Linked DNA regions of Mus musculus: region 1 is linked to region 2. The links are chromatin contacts, called in public Hi-C maps. All regions are on one chromosome and are shown on one strand. The core of a region is the stretch at or near the end of the contact, and the rest is flanking DNA. Distances in the headings are between cores, read along the strand shown.

Region 1 (3,787 bases), core at 403-2,902, 36 kb before region 2:
ACCAGAAGCCTTCCATGACCGTGACCCAGCACCAAAAGGCGTTCTTTTCTTTGCTTTATTAAGCTCTCTGAGCCCCCTGCACAGACTCTGAGTCCCAAGCATGTGGGTTATAGTATCATCACTTCAGATGGACTTTGTAAAGCTACCCAGTCCTCTTGATTTCTCCCAGCCGCTCAGGTTAGATATAGGGAGCAGATGCTATGGTTTCCAGTGATGTTGGCTGTGACCTCTCAACCAACCTCCCAAAGGGATCCAGTACTTGAGAGGAATACTGGGACAGAACCCAGGAGAGAGCCCAGGTTCAGCCCTTGGGGAAGCCAATTGCCTTCTATAGTCCTTAGCTGGCTGCCTGCCAGAGCAAACCTGGCGCACACTATTCTGTAACAACAATGACAATGTATATAATATTTATGGAGTGCCTTCTATGTTCTGGGTATAATCCTCACCACTTTACCTATACATGCATTTATTTTGTACTTTGACAAAAATCATGCCTGTTGGCACCTAGAAATTACATAAGTAAGTTGCCAATATCATATTGTACATTATAAGTCAGAATTCAAACTGGGGGACTGTTTCTAGAGCCCATGCTAGCAGCCACTACAGTTTCTCTTCCTTGGCCTCTGATGTTACAGTACAGACCCACCTGAGCCTGGTGTGATGATGCAGGCCTTTAAGCCCAGCACTGAGCAGGCAGAAGAAAGAGTATTGCATCAGGGTAATACAGGTACATAGCAAGTTCTGGGTCAGACAGGTCTATAAGTGAGACCCTATCCAAAAAAACCAAATCAAATCAATCAACCAACCAACCACCAAAAGAAGACACATCTGGCTAGCTTCTGTAGAAAATGAAGTCAGAGGGTCTGTTCTTTAGACAAGAGACAAGGACCAGGAGGTTTCACCTGTTCAGCCACCCTTTCTCTTCTACAAGCAAATTCTCACTAGAAGGAAGAAAGGAATGAATGAATGAATGAATGAATGAATGAAGGGTGATGGATAGATGGATGAATGGACAGAGAATTCTGTGAGCATGAAAAGAACTAAGTGAAGGGGGAGGGAGACTTCTGGGGCTTCATGAAAGGGGGAGAGTTTGGTGCATGGAAGAAGCCCTGCTTGTGGGGTGCGGGGCAGTGAGCTAGCGCAGGATTCAAGCGTAGGGTTGTTTCTTGCATTTTTTGAGCCTCAGTTTCCCTATCTGCAAATTAAAGGTAAATAGAAGATAAGCTGACCCACTCTCTCCAAAGAACAGAGTTTCCTCAGATCTATTGGGGAAAGCTGACACTGAGGAGAGGTGACAAGGAGAAGCTGCTCTGTGGTGACAGTATAGGAGCAGGATTCGGTGGGCTTCACAGTTCAGCCCTGCAGCTCTTATGCCGGTGACACGGCCAGCACGAGCCACCATGGCCCACTCTTTCCGCACACCGCATCCGATTTCTCTAAAGGGTGTCGCAGTCGCGTGGAGGTGGCTGCAGTCGCGGGATCCCAGCAGCTGACCGCTGGCCACTCTGTGGTGGCTGCTCTGGAAGCCCAGGCCCCCGGGGCCCAAAGAGCATCACGTCATCCTTTGCGCCCGACGACCGCCCCTCCCCGACCGCGCGTGCGCACGCGGTGGCGGCGGGTGGGGGGCCGCGGTGGGGCGGGCGGCCGCTCTCCGCCCTTCCTCAGGCTTGCTCAGGCCGCGGTGCAGAGGACAGCGTCCAGGATGCGGCGCGGGGTGGCCCGGCGCCCCCCTGCCCCGGCACGGCAGCGGCGGCCGCTAGGACCCGGCGAGGCCCGGGGGCGGCGGCCGGAGCCTCGGTAGCGGCGGCGGAGGGAGCGGCGGCTGAGGGCGGGCGGGCGGCCGGGGGCGGGGGCTCGGCTCCGCGCGGCTTGCCCCGCTCGGCCCGGAGCCATGAGCGGCGGCGGCGGCGGAGGGGGCTCGGCGCCCAGTCGCTTCGCCGACTATTTTGTCATCTGCGGGCTGGACACCGAGACCGGGCTGGAGCCGGACGAGCTGTCGGGTGAGTGCGCGCGAGCCCGGGCTAGGGCCCGCGGGGCCCGCTTTGTCCCGGGAGCCCAGTGAGGGTCGGGCGAGCAGACGGGACGCGGGTCCCGCGGGCCTGCTGCCCCCCGCGCGGTGGTCGCCGCGTCGGCAACCTGGGGAGACGCGGACGCTGGGTGCGCTCAGAGGTCGAGGGGCTTAGTCCACAATGAAGGGAAGCTTGCCTTCTAGCACCCTTTTGGGAGGAAAGAAGTTAGCCCACTTCCTAGTGAGAGTTAGTCCCACCCAGACTTTTCAAAAGAGCAAAACAAAAACTTGATGAGTTTATTTGGCCTCTTCCCAAGAAGCCGGCGAGACCAGTTCCTCAAAACCGTTATAACTCACTCCTGAGCAGGCCAGGCCCGGGCTTTTCCTTCACAGTTCTGCCCCTCTTGATCGGACGTGAAGTGACAAATTGAACCGGGTTACACCAAGAACGGGTTCTCTCTTGGCGCTAGAAAAGAACTTGTACCCAGGGCCATGCTTTTGTTGTTGTTGTTGTTGTTGTTTGTTTTTTAAGTTAATGTCCTTTACCAGGCGAGGGTCATTTGTGAATGAAGGCAGCGCGTCCCAGTTGGACAGGTTGTGCAGTGTTGTGATGCCTCTCAAGTTATCTTTCGAAGAGGAAGTGATGGGGGAGTGACAGTGAGGCCCTGATGAGATTTGGCACCCATTGCTTGAAGGTGTAAGAATTATAAAATCCCCGGTGAATTCCTGCGCGCCCACATTGGAGTTGCAACAGTTTTGAAAAGTTTTTGGGTGGCCAGTAAGCAGGTTTCAGTGGTTGGAGGCTTGTCGTGTTAGACTTTAAAGTTATGTCATGCTGATTCGATGAGGGAAACTCCTCTCCCCCTTTCTGTCACGATGTGGTAGTCATTGAACACCGTACAGTTTCTCTATTGAAAGTGATCATCCAGTCTTGGATTTTTTTTTTTTTGTCACTCCAGTTTGTTTGTTTGTTTCTCCTCCGATTCTTCTTCTTCCTCCTCCTCCTCCTTGTCTTCCTCTTTCTCCTCCTTATCTCTCCAACCCCCCACTGGTTTCTTGGTGTAGCTCTAGTTGTATTAAAACACACTCTGTAGGCCAGTGTGGCCTCAAAGTCAGAGATTTGCCTGCCTCTGACTCTTGGGTGCTGGGATTAAAGGAGTGCAACACTACTGCCTGGTGAATTCCACTGTTTCTTATGGGGAAAAAAAAGAGTGCACACTTCAGATGATAAAGCTGGATTGTCTTTTAAAACTATGAGAAACTGATGCCTTATACAACACCCTGAAGTAGGAATGGGCTGATCCTAGCTAAGCCTTTGTTCTAGCCTGAGTAGTCCAAGCTCAAAGTACAGACAGATGTTGCCATCTGGTTCATAAGGATTAACTTTAGAATTGTGGATGATGTAGTTGTTGGATTGCAGTTCCAGGTATTGGTGGTGGATGGGATGTGAGAGGGAAATGAGGCCCAGAAGGACAGCAGGGATGATATCGGTCCAAAACTTCTTTGGTGGCATGCTGCACCACAGCAGCCTCTCTGGAGGTTTTTAAAAAACAGTAACGTGGTCACTGGTGTACATCTGTTATCCCAGCGTTTGGGAGGCAGAGGCAGGAAGATTGCCACAAGTTTAAGGCCCGACTGGCCTTCATAGTGAGACCCTGGCGAAAAAGACAAAAGAAAAACAAACTAACCTGTTGAGAAGGGTTAAAAACAACAGTCTTTCTGGATGAAAGAAGCTCAAAGGTAGAGTAAACTTTTTATGGTGTACTATTATTGAATGTC
Region 2 (4,047 bases), core at 1,071-3,570:
AGATGCTCCTGTACCATACCTGATGGGCTTGCATTCCAACGGCCTGGATGACCGCTCCAAGTTGGAGCTGCCTCAGGAGGTGAGAAGAGAAGTCAAGTGCTGTGCCACTCACCCTCTCCAGCTTGGGGGAGATGAAGATTCTGGGAGGAGCCCAGCATGGTGCCACCAAGGGCCTTTTGGGGGCGAGTGGGGGGAGGGGAGGCTTGGAGACAGGGACAGGGAACATGAATAACTTCAGGAAAAAATACAGTGAACCGTTAGTCCCAAATTTATATTACTCCATCATCATGTGATGTACCCAGTATGTTTTTATTTTTTATTATTGCTTTTTTTCCCCCATACACATTATTTTTTCAAACATGTTTCTCAGTTTTATTGCCATCTATGGCTAATATATACTTGTATTCCTGGGACAAATTCTGTCCCCCTTAGGACTCTTCATCTTCATTCTCCATGCACTTTAGGCACGTGGGTATATAAAGAAGTTGCTCGGAAACCAGCAGTGTTCTTAATGTTGGAGGAATTGTTTGTGTAAGAGACCCCAGTGTTCTGTGTGTTCTGGTGTGTGGACGCTCTGCTATGTGGCTTTCTCCATCGTTGGAACAGCCTTTGCACTTGAGTTTCTGGCCTCCCGCTGTGGTCTGCTTGGGGAGAAGTAGACAGTGGGAGGCAGGGCACTGACATGCCCTCCCAAAGCAGCTGTCTATGGCCTTAGAGTCCCATTCACCCAGGCCACACAGTTTTGCGGGCAGTTCCTTAGCTGAATATTTTCTACCCTGATTTATAGCAGACAACCTCTGTGGGGGTAAAGAGCTGCGGGTCAGTATTTTAAAAAGTAAAACATTACACAAGATGAGGTAAGAGTAATGGTATCCTTGAAACACACTTTTCTGTTATTCTCAAAAGAACACATGTCCATAGTACATAAAACGAGCAGTAAAGGAAGCATGAGCTCACATTTTATCCCTCAGGTAATTTAGCATTTTAGTTGACATCTTTGGACTATAAGGGGTCTTTAAACTCCGCTGTTGGAGGGGAGTGTGACAGCAGGATGGAGGACCTTACTGTGGTTCTGTGCCAGGTAGCAGCAGGATACTGAGGTGGTAAGCCTGGAGTAGAAAGACACTTTCTGTAGAAGAGTGTTCATTTCTTAGACCCTCAAATTAGAATTCATCAGCTGCAGCCGTATCTTTGGCCATCAGAAGTCTGTAAAAAAGCCCTTTGTTCTTTTTAACACCAACACATGATCTCAGTGGCCTTGAGCAAATGAGAGCCTGAGCTGGTCTGGTGAGGCATCTTTTGTTTTGGCTTCTCTTTGGGGTTTCATTGTCTGAAGATGCAGCCATGTCAGAAAGTAAGCTTGAGAGCATTAGAGTGAGGGAAGGATGTTGTGATCATAAAAAGAGAAAGAACTATAAGAATATGTTCTGGTGGGGTGTGGGGGAGGGGATGCCCATGCTGAGGCATCCCTTCCCCCTGAGGGACCAGACACACCCCAGTAAAGTATAGAATAGAGTTTATTTAGGGCATGGAGAGGGGAGTTAAGAGAGTAGTAGAGGCAGAGAAAGGCAGAGAGAAGGAGAGAGTAGATAAGTGAAAGTCGGCTATGGAGAGAGGGAGGCAGGGAATGAGAAGGGGGACGAGGGGGCAAGAGGCAAGAGAGGCAAGAGTGTAAGAGTGAGAGGAGAGGCCAAGTGGCCCCTTTTATACTGGGCCAAGCCTACCTGGCTGTTGCCAGGTAACTGTGGGGCAGAGCATACCTGGCTGCTGCCAGGAACTGTGGGGGTGGAGTTTAGACAGAATACCAGCAAGGGGCTGTCCCTGTCTTCTCTGGGGACACTCTCAGTAGCTTTCCAGTAGGATCCTATGTGCTGAAGTGCCTCAGTGATGAACTCACAGAGGTACTGAGGGAGAACTGATTTGGCTTGGCATCTGAGGTTGGCAAAGGGCACTGTGGCCCTTTGAAGGAAGAGTTCAGGAGAGTTTTGGGATCTGGAGGATTCATGAGGAATACCTTAGACAGTGGCTGTCTTACCATGCTCCCTTTCATCATGGCAGAGGTGAGCAGAGAACTGATTGTTTGGCTTCAGTGTCTGCCACGTTTTGCATCTTCGCAAAAAAAAGTCACACAGGTGCCGCTGGCGATGCTTGCAGATTTGATCATAGGTTTATAAATTGCTTCAGCTGCCAGCCTGTGCTGAGAGGAAACAGCATGAGACTGTTTTATGAGCCTAGAAGTTAAATGGCCTCTTTTTTCATTTTGCCCTCTTACCCCTCCCTTTTTGGCCCTGTTGTGCAGAATGACGAGTGAAGAGGTCTACTTAGCGGTTCCTGTGTATCTTAGCCACCTCTGAAGTGTGTGCCTGAGCTGTGCTCCTCAGCCACCTCTCATCAGGGCATCCACAGAATTTGGGCTTGATAAAGTTCTTTATAGATGGGGCTGGAGAGATAGCTCAGTGGTGAAGAGCATTGGCTATTCTTCCATTCCTAGAACCCACATGGTGGTGCTAGTTCAGGGGATCTGATGCCCTCTTCTGACTTCCCCAGGTACCAAACACACTTATGATGCCCAGACATGCGTCCAGCCGTATGGGAAGAGGGGCAATGAAGAAAGCATCAAACGCGCCATCCATGATTAGAGGGAGGTTTTTATTGTGAATAAAAGAGAAAATAACCACAGCCTTGTGGAAGAGTCCAAACTAGAGAGAAAAAGAAGCAGACTAGACATGAAGGGCTAGGGAAGTAGGGCTAAGAGGGTGGTAGCAGAAAATATTGTGTTATAAGGAGGATGAGTAGCTGCAGGAGGGCTGAGGGTTTGGGGTGGTGGTGAGAAGGGTGGTGAGGGGCTTTGAAATGTGTGAAAGAGGTCTGAGTGAGGAGCCTGGAGGCTAGTGTGGACTTGGATATGCTGATAACTGCAGGCATAAGTCAATGGAGCCTCTTGTCCCATTTGCCAAAAGCAAGGGAAATGACTCCTTTGGCTGATTTGGAGCCTGTTTTACAAGTTCCTGAGGAATGCTGACTTTTATCTAACCACCGGAAATCCTCCTGTAGGAGCTGGAATTGGACTAAGGCTGGATATGTGTACTGCCTAAGACCTGACACAGGCAAAGCATCCGTACAGATTAAATAAATAAATAAGAATTCTTTATGGACACTCTCTATTTGACTCACAGCAGTGGGAGAGAAGCTACCAAGCATTATTGGGTGGATCTAGATATTTTAGTTGCTTTCCTGATTCTGGTTGGAAAAACTGCCCCCAACCCTCTTTTTAAAAGATGAGCCAAGGGGTAAGAGATGAAAATGTGTGCCTTTCATTTTGTCAGCTTTGTAAAGGACCCTTGACTAGATGAGTTGATTTTGTTTTGATTTTCTTTTTTGATGGCTTGGCCTAAGAGCATTAATAATGTTAAAAAAAGTAGTCTATTTTTAGGTTATAAATATTTGTTGGCCTTTAATTAGGCAGAGTCAACATTATCTAGTTGGAGGAACTCAGAAGTAAGGTTTAAAGTGGTTCTTCTTAGTTTTTGGATGTTTGAGATGGAAAGCTTTCTTTTATCGTCACAGGTTGGAAGGGTGATTGATGCACTCAGCATAAACGATGCAGGGTCCGTTCAAAATGCAGCTGTAGGAGATGAGTTTTATGGATTGACTGTGTTAGCGAGCTTATGTTATCCTCTGCCTGCTTCTTTTAGAACGTAAAGGCTATTGAGACAAGGTTAAACTTGTGTGTCACTGGGACATCATTTGGCATATTGGAACAATGTCTTGCTGAAGGAAGGACCCTTATCTGATGCTATAAGGAAACCTGTTTCACATAGATTAAAAGTTAAATGAGGGGGAGCAGTGAGGCAGCTCAGTTGGTAAAGGTGTTTGCCAACAAACCTGACAATCTGAGTTACATTCTTGGAACCCACCTGGTGGAAAGAAAGAGCCTACTCCTGAATATTGTCTTTAATTTCGTTCGTGCACACACACTCAGTCACAAACACATGTAAATGTCCTATAGAAATATTTGACATCATAATTCTCAAAACCAATACTAGC

The links. A called contact is a pair of places that touch in the nucleus more often than the background predicts.
Region 1: a Hi-C map of neural stem cells shows a contact between it and region 2, with 2.3 times the contacts expected there. The contact joins the promoter of Dennd5a here to the enhancer-like site in region 2. A contact is called at or near these places in 3 of 39 promoter capture datasets (hippocampal neurons and liver), 1 of 15 datasets of contacts at CTCF or cohesin (CD8 T cells), 27 of 484 Hi-C or Micro-C datasets (the AML12 cell line, CD8 T cells, the G1E-ER4 cell line and 21 more), 8 of 115 datasets of contacts at active chromatin or transcription factors (CD8 T cells, bone marrow-derived dendritic cells, cardiomyocytes and 4 more) and 3 of 9 other capture datasets (adipose tissue, liver and pancreatic islet).

Annotation. Positions count from the first base shown.
Region 1 is chr7:109,958,287-109,962,073 of GRCm38.p6, reverse strand. Dennd5a (DENN/MADD domain containing 5A) reads left to right here and starts at 1,652. Exons shown (of 23, transcript NM_021494.1): 1 at 1,652-2,000. The coding sequence starts at 1,892.
Region 2 is chr7:109,922,859-109,926,905 of GRCm38.p6, reverse strand. Dennd5a (DENN/MADD domain containing 5A) reads left to right here. Exons shown (of 23, transcript NM_021494.1): 5 at 1-79. Among named protein-coding and RNA genes, the nearest start is that of Dennd5a, 36 kb to the left of the region's middle. Within about 2 kb of position 2,320, at least 27 of the 459 cell types and tissues checked have an H3K27ac peak or open chromatin away from gene starts, as enhancers often do. A contact at or near this core is called in cortical glia, neural progenitor cells, neural stem cells and 1 more, where this site is marked.